3 separate regions of the Sus scrofa genome follow, and regions 1 and 2 are each linked to region 3. Evidence: chromatin contacts called from public HiChIP or PLAC-seq data. All regions are on one chromosome and are shown on one strand. Each heading gives the region's core, a stretch centred on a gene start, on an enhancer-like site or on the middle of the called end of the contact. The rest is flanking DNA. Distances are from core to core; before and after follow the strand shown.

Region 1 (4,353 bases), core at 128-2,627, 1.2 Mb after region 3:
TCATGTAAGCTTAGGAGCAATTTCTATGTCCTCTAAACCACTGTTTTGTGTGCCTCAGTTAGAATAATGGTGGTAAGGATTCTCGTCATCCTCACTGTCAAGAGTAGCAAATAAAATGTCATCATTATGGCACAAAGGAATTGTCAACCTAACACCCCTGGTGGAGGGAATTTCTATAACTCACCCCAGCAGCGATTCTCATATCCTGGGCGCTTAGCTAGAAAACAAAGGAAATCTAATGAAACATACTGCGTTGCTAAGCTAACCATTAATATCTTAAGAATTTAAGCCTCAGAATTGAATTTTTCAGAAATTCCTTCTGCCCACTACTCTTTAACCATCATAGGCTTAACAAAAAAATCACCTAAGCAGATCCCATTCTTCTCCATTTAGCTGTTTCTTACCTGCCCATCAGAAGCCATCAAAAGCCACATTGCATTCATCCCTAGCACCATTCCTAGAAAAGATTAGGGATTTTCAAAATTAGATTTTTTTCTTTTGTATTTTCTTTTTTGCCACACATGCAGTATAGTGTCTGGGCATTCCTGGTCCGGGGATCGAACCTACGCGGCACAGCAGCAGCCAGAACCACAGCGCAGAGAATGCAGGAGCCTCAACCTGCTAGGCCATCAAAGAACTCCCAAAATTCGTTTTTTCCCCACATCTAATCATTGTCGTCTCCCCATCATGTTTGCAGGTCTTTTACTACACCACTCAAAATTTCACAGGAGCATTCTGAGGGCACTAAAATGCTGCAATGGGGAATGCAGCCATTTAGAGGCTCACGTGGCCTTACTGAGAGACGGGAAGAGGCAAGAGCAGAAGGCATTAACAGAAACCCGCTCGGCAACTCGGCAAGCACCGCCATCAGAGCCGTTGGCATTCATCAAGTCTCAGATGTCCCTACCAACACAGGCTTCATCAGAGGCAGGGCCCCGAGCCGAGGTTTTTCCGCAGTGCGACCCAACAAATCGAATACAAATCAGGCCACGCCGGCCACCCAAGGCGCACTGCTCCACCATTCTTATCTTCTGAGCCCTGCGAAGGCCTGCGACTGGCCTAAAAGGGACTGGCGATTTTAACTGCCAAAAACTGGAGGCCTCAGACCAAGAATTTACTTAAACAAAGAAAACACACTCACCAAGAGCCAACCCGCAGCCTCGAAAGACTGAGATGGCGCCCAGGCGCCAGTATATAAGGACTCTTTTCCGTGACGTCACGACGCATTCTCTCCGCCAGCATCCCTCTCCAGTCTTCCCCCTCCCTCAGTCTCCTCCTCCAACCGTAGCTCCTTTCCGTCCGCTAAGCTCCCCCCTGGCCCCACCTCTTGACCAGCTCCTGCTCGCCGTTGTGGGCGTGGACAGGCCGGCCACGTGACACAGAGCGCCCGCCCTCCTACCGACTGAGGAGGAAAAGAAGAGAGGGGAGGGGGCGCGAGGGACGGAAAGCGCTGGGGGAGGGGGGAGAGGGGCGGTGTAAGGGTGAGTGATTTCCTTCCGGCACGTAGCCCGCTCTGGGGGAGGGGGTGGGGGGTTTCACTTCCGGGACGGTGTTCCGGCCCATTCCGGCCCATTTCCACCCCCGGAGGTAGGTGCTGCTCCTTAACTGGGCTCGGGCCTCGCAAGCGGGTCCTGCTGCCCTGCATTGGGGCCGGTTCGCCTGGTCTCCGCCACAGCGTACTCCTGGGGCGTTCAGCCACTTCCCTCCTACCCCGCCTCAAGGCACCGGGAGACCTTCCACCCTCTTGGCCCCGGGCCGGGCTGAGCTGCCGGACCCGCCCCCTCGGCGAGCCCCTCCCTCAGGACCCCGGGATGGGCGGCCCCCTCCCCCACGGCAGCCCGGACACACCCAGATACACACACCCACCTCTGGGCAGCTCCCCGCCCGCCTACGCCTACCGCCTGGATCGGGTCCCTGGGCGCCGCCCCCTTCCCGGTCCTTTACCCTCACCTGATTGCTCGCTCCCCTGCCCCACGCACGCCTTGCTCCCCTTTTCGCTTCTGGTCCTTGGTGGCATTTCTATCTTCTGCTCGTTTCCCCTTCCCCGTCTCCTAAAGGCGACGAAAGCCACTCAAGTACCAGAGTGGCCAACCCCATGCGGTTCCCTATTCTCCCTCTTTACAGCTGTCACCCCTCCAGTGCCGACGATAGAGAAAGACCTTACTTACTCCAGGGGCTTCCTCCTCACTGGGGAATTGCCGGAAAGAGCAAACAAAAAAGGCGCTGGTGTAGGCTCCAAAATAAACATCTGAATTCATGATGGCATCGACAGAGGCTCTTATTGGATTAAAAGTTTCAAAACAAACCAAAACGCTTTGGAAAAAGGTCAGATTGGCTAAAGTTGGTTCTCAGAAGCTGTGTATACACTTCCTATTTACTGATAAGTCTGTTGTAAATGCGGGGCAATACCGTGAGCTAGTCAGCATAAATTCCTGAAGTTTCAGGTCTTAGGTAACCATGTAATGTCTTCTAAATTTACGGATAAATGGAAACACGTTGAGCTCAAGTCAATGTCTTCTTTATGGGATTTATACAAACTACTCTCAACCAGTGAAGACTATTGGATGCGGTTACAGGCTTAATGGTTCAGCTATTTTAAAAAATCTTTTAATGTAAAAATACTGGCCATACATGATGAATGCTTTGTTACTTGTATTTTATTAACAGCTTTGGGGAACTAAATTTCAGAATCAGAGTGTCGTTACCACCCTGAAATCTCCAACTTTGAATTTAGATAGAGGCAGGTTTACCTACCCTTTCCTAATCCTAAATGTGACCTTCTTCAAGTTCTCTGCATCTTCTTTTCTTTTCTTTTTCTTTTTCTTTTTTTTTTTGGCTGCACCCGCTGGCATATGGAAGTTCTCAAGATGGGGAACAAACCCATGCTACCACAAAGACAACCCTGGATCTTAACATGCTGCACCACAGCAGGAACTTCCAAGTTCTCTGCATTTTGAGTCCTGACACAGCTTGGCATTTTTCCCAACCTAGAGTTTGCCTCCCAGTCCTAAACCCAAATCCTTTTTGTTGGGGCTCTGACTTTTCAGTTTAGAAATAATGGCTTACATTCATGTGGGATATTCATCACTTTTTAAAATAATAAACATAACCCATGTAGCATCTAGTAAAGTATTAAGAAAAGGGATGTCTCATCAGCCCATCTGTGAATAATTAACATTATTTAAAAAGCTGTCTTTCTTTCTACAAAGAAAAATTGTCACTGGATTTTATATTGTGTGCAAATACCTTATGATTAACACTTAAAAAATAAGAACTCACAACTGCTCCCCTCCCCTGTTGAACTTCAGTTTTGATGTTACATAGCTTGTTAAGAAGGAAAGTATGGACATAGTTTGAATTTTTAGAAGCCTAACAATCAATTTTTGGTTTAAACGGTATCTTGTTGCGAAACCTACACTGTTAAACCTGTTGGTACTTTTCCATATTTGAACATAAGGAAAGTATCTCTTTTTACTTAGAGATTTTGAAATTTAACCAAATAATATTTTAATAGGTTTGGATTAGAAAGCCTGAGTAGAGTGAAATTATAATTATTAACGAGGATATGGTTTCTTCTTTTAGCAGGGTTGAATGCCTGCCTATACCCTCAGACACGACCATGGAGAAAGGTGGGAACATACAACTGGAGATACCTGATTTCAGCAACTCAGTCCTAAGCCATCTAAACCAACTGCGCATGCAGGGACGTCTCTGTGACATCGTGGTCAATGTGCAAGGACAAGCTTTTAGGGCTCACAAAGTGGTACTGGCAGCCAGCTCCCCCTATTTCCGAGATCACATGTCCTTGAATGAGATGAGTACTGTCTCTATCTCAGTCATCAAGAACCCTACTGTTTTCGAGCAGCTCCTTTCTTTCTGTTACACGGGGCGAATATGCCTGCAACTGGCAGATATCATCAGCTACCTGACAGCTGCCAGTTTTCTGCAAATGCAGCATATTATAGACAAATGTACACAGATCCTGGAGGGCATTCATTTCAAAATTAATGTGGCTGAGGTTGAAGCTGAATTAAGTCAAACGAGGACAAAGCATCCAGAGGGACCTCCAGAGTCTCACAGAGTTACACCAAATCTGAACCGCTCTCTTAGCCCCCGACATAATACTCCAAAGGGAAACCGGCGAGGTCAGGTTAGCACGGTGCTGGATATCAGGGAGCTCAGTCCTCCTGAGGAGTCCACCAGCCCTCAGATAATTGAGCAGAGTTCTGACGTCGAGAGCAGGGAGCCCATCCTGAGGATCAACCGAGCAGGACAGTGGTATGTGGAGACGGGAGTAGCCGACAGAGGGGCCCGGAGTGATGATGAAGTTAGAGTCCTTGGAGCAGTACACAT
Region 2 (3,951 bases), core at 963-3,462, 1.4 Mb after region 3:
TTGTTGTCAAGAAAATGATAAGGATGAGGCAAATTAGTCCTTGATACAACGTAAGATTTGTTTTCACAACAAAGCACACTGATCACTTATAATTTACAAACTCATAACTCACAATGGTTCTAATAGGTTTAGAGTAACAATAAACTTAAATATCATTATGATAGTTTATTTGCATTCTTCTAGTCCTAAAAAATTCAGCAAAAAACCCCCCTGATTGAATGATTAAATCATCACTTTGAATACTTAAAAGCCCTTTCTGAAATTTATTCCCAGAAAATTCACACCAGAAAGACATGTGAAAGTAGTCCTTTACCCACTACCTAAAAAGTCAAAACATCCACATTATTTAAGCTAGATATAAGATGAAAGTCATTTATATTCACTCATTAGACTTCAATCCTAAACAATAAAAAAATAGAACAAAATAGTGTAACCTCCACGTTTATTCAATTGCTAGTCTATTTACTGTCAACTCTTGTGGAAGAACTAAGGACAAGTGCCACTCGTTAAACTTCATATAACCTGAAAAGACTCTGAATTACAACAGACATGGACAATTCGAATTAAAAAATTTACCCTAAAGGGTAAAAGATATTAACTGGCATCTCTGCACAGCACAGGACCATGCAATTGAATGTTAAATAGTGGAAAGCAGTCTTTTGGATGCATCCAAACAATTTTAATATAAATTTCTGCACACCTTGAGAAATTTTCCCCATTACTTGGAAATGTTCATGATAGAGGCCTTGAGAAATTAAGTTTAGGAGAAATAGTAGCTAACTGCTGAAGTTTTCAAACACCACTATGCAGGGCAACTGTAATGAGGAGCTATCTCTTGATAAGATTAAACCTTCAAAGCAGAACAGTTGCTCCTAGTTTTTGAAAATTATTTAGAGACATAAGAAATTCTAGCCTAGAGACTTCTGTCTCCCAAAGAAACGCTTCACTAGGTCCATTTTATGCTAGTTAACGTTGCTTGTTATGCAGCACATTAATAATTCAAAAACAGTCCCTTTGAAGAAAAGTTCTATTCAAGCATTACAATTTGTCTTCGCGTAGCACTAAGTGGCTTTGTTTCCAGTTTCAGGGACTATTCTGGGATGTCAAGAGTTATATTATTTACTGCTCCAAAAGAGCCCTTGTTTCACTCTCACCCAGGACATAGGCAAAACTGATGTTTAGAGACAATTGATACCCAGAAGTGTTTAAAGAGGATCATCCTTTGGCTCTCTCTAGCTCTCGTCGAAAATCACATCTACCTTGTAGGTTTGTTTTTGTTGCACCAAAAATATTTTTTGAAAGACACCTGCAAACATAACCTTCCTATCACCGCCGGGAAGAAAGACTATCAGGCTCAATCTGCAGTAGCTCCAGGGAAACAGACGTAGTAAAACCCAATGGGCTGAGGAAGGACAGTGCTTAAGGAGCAGAAGGGAGCTCCCGAGGTGCAGGGAAGCAGAGGCGGCGCCTGTTTACAGACGCCTTCACCTTCCCCACCCCCACAGACTGAGGGTCCAAAAAGCATTTCCCGTGCTCACCCGCCTCCCGGCCGAGGCCCTCGGACTAACAGAGAGGCTGAGCAGCCCTGCGGCCCCCTCCCTCAGGCCGGAGCCTCCCTCGACCTCCCTCGTCCAGGGCGGCGTCTGCACCTCCCCACGGCCTACTCACCCCGCCAGGCCCTTCCGGCGGCACGCGGAGGCCTGAGGCCTAAAGGACGCCGGACACTGACAAGGCCCCCCCCACCCCGCCGCCGCCGGCGGGGCCTGAGGCGGGGCGGGCGAACGCTACGGCCGAGGAGCCGAGGGCGGCGGAGGACAGCTTCTACCCCGCCGCGGCTGCCTATTGTTCCCGACCGAGGCCTGGCCGTGGCCGCCCCGCTCCCCACGCCGCCGCCGCCGCCTGCCGCTCGCTCACCGCGCTGATCCGAGCAGCAGCTCCTCTCAGCTCCGAGTCCCCGCGGCCGTTGCCACCGCCGGGGCAGCCACCGCCGCCGCCGCCGCCACCGTCGACTCTGACTCTGTCCCAGGCCGCCGGGCCACGGCCGTCGCTGCTACCGCCAGCGCCGCCTCCGGCTTCCCACCTGCTGCTGCTGAGGCTGCTCCTGCAGCAGGGGCCATCTTGTTGGTCTGCCTCCTCTTCCTCCTCCTCCTCCGCCCCCGCCCGGTCGCTCGTTGTCCTCGCCCCCTTCCTCTTCCTCGGGCTCCGGCCCGCCCCAGAGACTGGGGCGGAGACGAGGGAGAGGCTCCTCCCTCCGAAGGCGGGGCAAGAGGAGGGCGGGGCGGGCGCCGGAGCAAAACTCTGAGTCACCGGCCGCCAACGCCCCGGAGGGAGGGTGGCGACGCTCGCTGCCTGCTTCCGGAGCGCACCCACGCCCTGAGCCGAAAAACTGGTCCACCAGCGCCTTGGAGCCCAGCCGGGCAAGAGGCCAGACAGCGAGGGTGAACTGCAAAATTTCTGAGGTTTCCAGCCAATCCCGTGCTTACCTCTACGCCCTTGGCTTTCTCAGCTCCTCCCTATACTGTTGTTTCTTTTTCACCTCTCTCATCCACCCCAGGAGAATTTGTTCTTATCTCATTTTATCATGGTTCTTGATTAACCAGCTTGGCCCTGGTCACTTTTCTCACAGAGCTCCCAAAGAGTTCAGGCTCCCAACAGGTCTAAACCACCCAAAGGCCAGACATTCACGGCCCCAAAATGTCTCTCCAGACCTGTGTGACCAGTGAAGAGCTGTCTAAGGGAGGACAGAAAAAAATTGGGCCCATAGAAGAGCTCTTGGATCTAAAAGTTAGTCATGCGATATTGAAAATTTCTTCTCTCAAGGAAAACAAGGCATTTTGATTTGGGATAATGGGAGACCACTTCAAGATGATTCAGTTTAGCCAAATACTTGCTTTTAAGAAAGGAGAGAAATGTGAGTTCCCTTGTGGTGCAGCAGGTTAAGGAGCCATCATTGTCACTGAAGTGGCTTGGGTCACTGCTGTGGCGTGGGTTCAATCCCTGGCCCAGGAACTTGTCACATGCAGGAGGGAGAGAGAGAAATGGAATTCTTTTCATACCATACATCCTAACTTCAAAATAAATCATCTGGAAGAGAGGAGAGAGATGGTCCTTAAAAATAAGCACCCAGTCAATATTTCTCTGCATTATCATGTTCTTTTCTTTTTACTTCAGGTCTTGGTCAAGGGAGCAGAAATTTTTGCTTTCCAGTCCTTTCTTCATTGCATATATCACCAATACCAAGAGAAGTACTATATTTAAAGAAGCTCCTGACTTTAAGGTAATAAACCAAATCACTATAAAAGATAGCGTTTTTATATTATTTGTAAATATATCACACACCTTCCTAAACTCTGAGCAGGGAAGTTCTTTTTAGTTGCTAACACCCTCTTGCTACACAGATTTCAGCTTCTTTTCAGAAGATCCATTGATGTCTTTCAACTGATTGGAATTTCCTCTCTTTGAAGTGGGCTAGGTCTCTAAGCATCTCTTCAACCCCTTAAATAGTGGTCGCAGTCCTACAATGAGCAAACTTGTAGCTACCATGGGAGGATTAGGTTAGTGTGTGCTAATCTAAAGTCTATCTCTTGGATAGCCTTTCCCTTCTCCAGCCAGGCCTCAGTCCCCTGCTGGGGAAAACAGATTAATCCGTTCCTCCAGTTTTTCCTCCTCCTCCCTTCTCACTACTAGGGAACCTTCCACAACAGAAGGTTTTAGCGGCTGTTGCTAGGCAAACATGCCAACTTCCCTGTCTAGGTGAAACAAGTAACCCAACTTCATAAATCAACATAGATATTTTAATTTCTTTGAACTATTAATAGTTGCATTTCAATTGGTAGACCTTCTTCACAGTTCCCTTAAAAATATGATTTTTAAGTTAAATTTATTTGTATTTCATAAATATTTCAGTTAAAAATATGTTTAAAATGGAGGAGCATCCCAAAATTCATTTTA
Region 3 (3,903 bases), core at 641-3,140:
CTTCTTGGCTGTGATCTTCTGAGGGTCAGCTCAGGAGCACCTGTTCTCTGTCCTGAGTAACCTAGTTCCTAGAGAGAAAGGAAAAGGTTAACACAGTAAAGAATGTAAAATAATCCCCATCCTTCTACTGCTCCTACTTTCCTTTTAACTTACATAGTAATCATTTGATACTGCTCTTGGGCAAGAGTAGTGAAGTCAGAGAGATGAAGGGATTTTATTGTCAGTCATACGCTAAAAGTGGCATGAACAGATCATTGGAACTGTTAGCTAATTATTGCCAGAAAAATTAGTTTAGGATGAATGCCTCTTAAACCAAATCACCTGTTGCAGAACTTTTATAATATTCAGTTGACTTATATCAAGAATTTTAGATGAGTCAAAACATTCAGTTACCTGGGAATATAGTAACAACCCTCAATTCAACTTAGAAGGTTTACAAGGAAGTTACATGCTTCAAAATTAGGTGTTGGATGGGAATTTTTCGTCTTTTTTCCCTGGACACATGTGGAATAAGTGGCTCATGCTTTGCTAACACGTGCTTTGAGCACCTTTTACCCTAAACATTAAGCCATGTTGCTTGGCACAGACAATTGGAGTCTCCATTCTTCTTTTTGTCTGGCTGCTTTCTGGAGAAGATAGTTGAGTTTCCCACAGCCAAGACAAAAAGGGAAACACCATTGAGTTATATTTTTGCATCTTATTTTAGAAAAGAAATATCCCTCGGTAGCGACTAACTCTCTTCTTAGTGTCAAGAGTCTGAAACAAATATATCACCAGAGATAGAAGAAGGAACACATTAGGCCAGAGGCCAGACGTCTTCTTCCTTAAACAGAAGCTAGTGCCCACTTACGAGAGTTATGTCAAGAGGCGCTTGGGAAGAAAAGCAGTCAAGCATTTTGGACTTTCAGGCAGAGGGTCCCTAAACAAGCTTCTGAGAGATCTTTTAGGGGCCTCCGTGACATAAAAATCTGGGGTGGGCACATTGCTCTTTTTAAAGGTTGAGAGGCGATCACTTTTTTGGACTGCAGCAATAGACGCATGTACACGACCATCTTCCCGTTTTCGGTGAAACCCAGGACTTGGTGCTCTCCCAGCAAGAGCGGCAGTTTCCCGTTCTGGCCCCACCGCAGCAGAAGCAAAGTACGAATCCCAGAGAATAGTGACCCAGGGAGCAGATCCCAACAGAGGAATCCAGCCGGCGGGGAAATTCTCCAGGAGGCTGAAAAAAAGCGAAAGACTCTTCACTTCAGCCAATCAGATGAGAGGAAATCTTGCCGCACTCTTCCCCCTCCTCCCCGCCCCCGGCTCCCGCCAACCAATCAGCATCTAGCTTGATGGGCCCGCCCCACTGACACCGGGAAAACGCCTTTTAAATTGTATTGGTATAGTTTTACCCCGTCATACTCAGCCTTTCCACGAAGTTTGGTAAAAAGAGGCAAACTGAGTGTAAATTGAAAGCTGGTCAGTCTTGCGGTGAGAAAGAGAAACTACACACATTTTCATCAAAACAGTGATACTAGGAGGGACAGGGAAAGGGAAAGGCGGATTCCTGAAGGAAAACTACAACTCCCAACGGCCCTTGCGCTGACTCGACGCGCCCTGGGCGAGGGGGCGGGACACGGTAGGAAGAAGGCTGAGGGTCAGGAGACTCCTCTCGGACTTCCTGAATTGGGCGGGATTTGAGGTGGGCGGGGCGTCGGCAACCTCGGCTGTCGCGCTTTGTGTCCTCCCACAACGGGCTTATCCGCTTGAGACGTCGGAGGGGGCGTGGCCCGCGCGGAGCCTGGTGGGTGTGAGAGCGCCGCTGGACGTGGGTGACGCGTCTCCTTCCAGCTCAGCGGTGTGTGAGGTGTCGCGGCCCTGCTGGCGATTGGCTGTTGAGAGGCGAGTACGCTGCGGCCGTTGGTCGCCGGCAGCACGGAGCGAGAGCCGGGGAGGGCTGGGGGGATATGGGGCGGCAGTGGCGGCGGCGGCTGGAGGAGGCGGGCGCGGACGAGCCGGCGGCCGCGGCAGCAGCGGCAGACCCCGGAGTCTTCCTGTGAAGCGCCCCCGTCGGCGCCCCCGTGGGCCACTGAGAGAGGGCGGCTAGCGCGCGAGCTGCTCAGGAGCTGCTCCTCCAGCGCCGCAGCCCTTCGGACTCTCGGTTCCATCCTCGCTCTCCTGCTCCGGCTCCTCCATCTTGGCCTCGGCAGTGGCGGCTGCCGGGAGGATGTGCCGCCTTCTGGCAGGGGAAAGAAGGAGGAAAAGATGAAGAAGTACCGGCGGGCCTTGGCCCTGGTCTCCTGCCTCTCTCTGTGTTCTCTGGTCTGGTGAGTACCCGCGATAACTCGGGAGTTTCCCGAGAGAGGAGAGGGGGGCGAGGGAGCGGCCCAGGTCACACCCCCAAATCATCCTGGCTTTTAGGGTGCGGGTTTCTAAGGCTGCTAGAAAGCGACAAACCAATTACTCTGTGACTCTCCCGCGGACTGGCCTGGCAGCACTCTGTGCGGAGGTTATCACGGTGCATTTTGGAATTCACAGAAACTAAGTGGGAGAGAAAGGTGCCTAGGTGGTTTTGTACCTACCCAGTTACCCTGACGCTTGGAGACGGTGGAGTGTTCGGCTAGTCTTCAGATAAATGTGCTGTAAGTTTCTCGGGCTTAGTACCAGCCACTTGCCTTCATGGTGTGGTAAGGGCATTAAGCAAGTCGGATGTGATGGGTTCCCGAATTGTGATTTTAAAAACGTGACTTGTCATGAAGGTAGGTAGTATATGAGAACTAGTTCTTCTGGTCCTTTCTCGCCTGGTCTTTGGCCTCGGGCACACTTGGATACTTATGGGGGCGTTATGAAGCAATTCTTCAAGGAGTAGATAATAGGAAGTTGTTAGTTTAGTGGAGTGTCTTAGGTGTAGTGTGCATAGTGGTTTCTGGTGGTGTGGCTTGGATATTGTGCCTTAGTAATGTAAGGATAGTCCTGCCCTTTGAAGGCGGGAAGAGTGCTTTGTCTATAAAGTTTACGGAGTTTCTGTTAATCTCTGGCACAGAGATTTGAAGGGACAGAAAGAGCTTGTCAGTCAAAGGATCACTACCACTGTACTTGGAAAATCCATTTTGTCCTCCAAGGGAATTTCTTCAAAGATGTGTGATATTTGTGACCAAAAAGATGATTCTTCAGTTAAAAGTGATTTGCTGTTATATTAAAATCAAGATAAACTAAGTTTCTTGCTTAGTTTATTTCTGCAAAACGAACAGTTTTTTCATTTATGTAGGTGACTGATGGTTTCCAAAGACAGTGAAGTTGTTGCTAACATAAAATAGTATATAAATAAGAGGAAAAGAAAACACTTGCCTGGCTGAAGAATTTCGATTGGAAGATTGATAGACATTTTAGAGAACAAGAAATTTGGCCTCTTGCCTTCATTCCCAATGTTACCTCACCTTATACTTACTAAGTTGAAATGTGCATATAGATGAGTCCACTTACTTCATTTTAAATTTAAATTTGTACCTGAGGTATGGAAAACATTGTATTCATATCCACTTTTCTCTGGGGGCTGTTAAATTCTTTGTAGATTATGTATCTTTTCTTTATACTTTCTCCTTCGTTTTGCCCATCTTTAGACCATGTTATTCTTCATCACTTTCTGAATGGTTGATATGGCAAAGAGGTTACACTTTCCATTCAAGTTTTAAAAACACCAGGATCTCTGATTTTTTTTTAATTGAAATATATTTGACACATAACATTGTGTAAATTTCGGTGTACAACATGTTGATACATTTGTATATTGTGATATGATTTCCATTGTAGCAATAGTTAGCACCTCTATTGAGTCACAAAAATCTTAATTTCTGTATGTGATGGGAATAATTAAGATCTAATCTCCTAGCAAGTTGATAATTATCGTACAGTATTGTTGTG

Evidence for each region. HiChIP or PLAC-seq counts read pairs in DNA pulled down with a chosen protein or histone mark.
Region 1: a contact with region 3 is called in an H3K27ac HiChIP or PLAC-seq map of alveolar macrophages. The contact joins the promoter of ZBTB37 here to the promoter of SUCO in region 3. A contact is called at or near these places in 3 of 5 promoter capture datasets (fetal liver and liver) and 2 of 2 datasets of contacts at active chromatin or transcription factors (alveolar macrophages and skeletal muscle).
Region 2: an H3K27ac HiChIP or PLAC-seq map of alveolar macrophages shows a contact between it and region 3. The contact joins the promoter of RC3H1 here to the promoter of SUCO in region 3. A contact is called at or near these places in 1 of 5 promoter capture datasets (liver) and 1 of 2 datasets of contacts at active chromatin or transcription factors (alveolar macrophages).

What each region holds. Positions count from the first base shown.
Region 1 is chr9:116,147,857-116,152,209 of Sscrofa11.1, forward strand. ZBTB37 (zinc finger and BTB domain-containing protein 37) reads left to right here and starts at 1,378. Exons shown (of 5, transcript XM_013989614.2): 1 at 1,378-1,481; 2 at 2,125-2,325; 3 at 3,583-4,353. The coding sequence starts at 3,620. It overlaps LOC110255511 (a long non-coding RNA gene), which reads right to left and starts at 1,277. Exons shown (of 11, transcript XR_002335927.1): 1 at 1,142-1,277; 2 at 405-457; 3 at 1-217.
Region 2 is chr9:116,290,243-116,294,193 of Sscrofa11.1, forward strand. It overlaps RC3H1 (roquin-1), which reads right to left and starts at 2,213. Exons shown (of 20, transcript XM_005656721.3): 1 at 1,915-2,213.
Region 3 is chr9:114,915,067-114,918,969 of Sscrofa11.1, forward strand. SUCO (SUN domain-containing ossification factor) reads left to right here and starts at 1,891. Exons shown (of 25, transcript XM_003357538.4): 1 at 1,891-2,309. The coding sequence starts at 2,248. It overlaps LOC102164985 (a long non-coding RNA gene), which reads right to left and starts at 1,730. Exons shown (of 3, transcript XR_001299035.2): 1 at 1,405-1,730; 2 at 851-1,219; 3 at 1-68.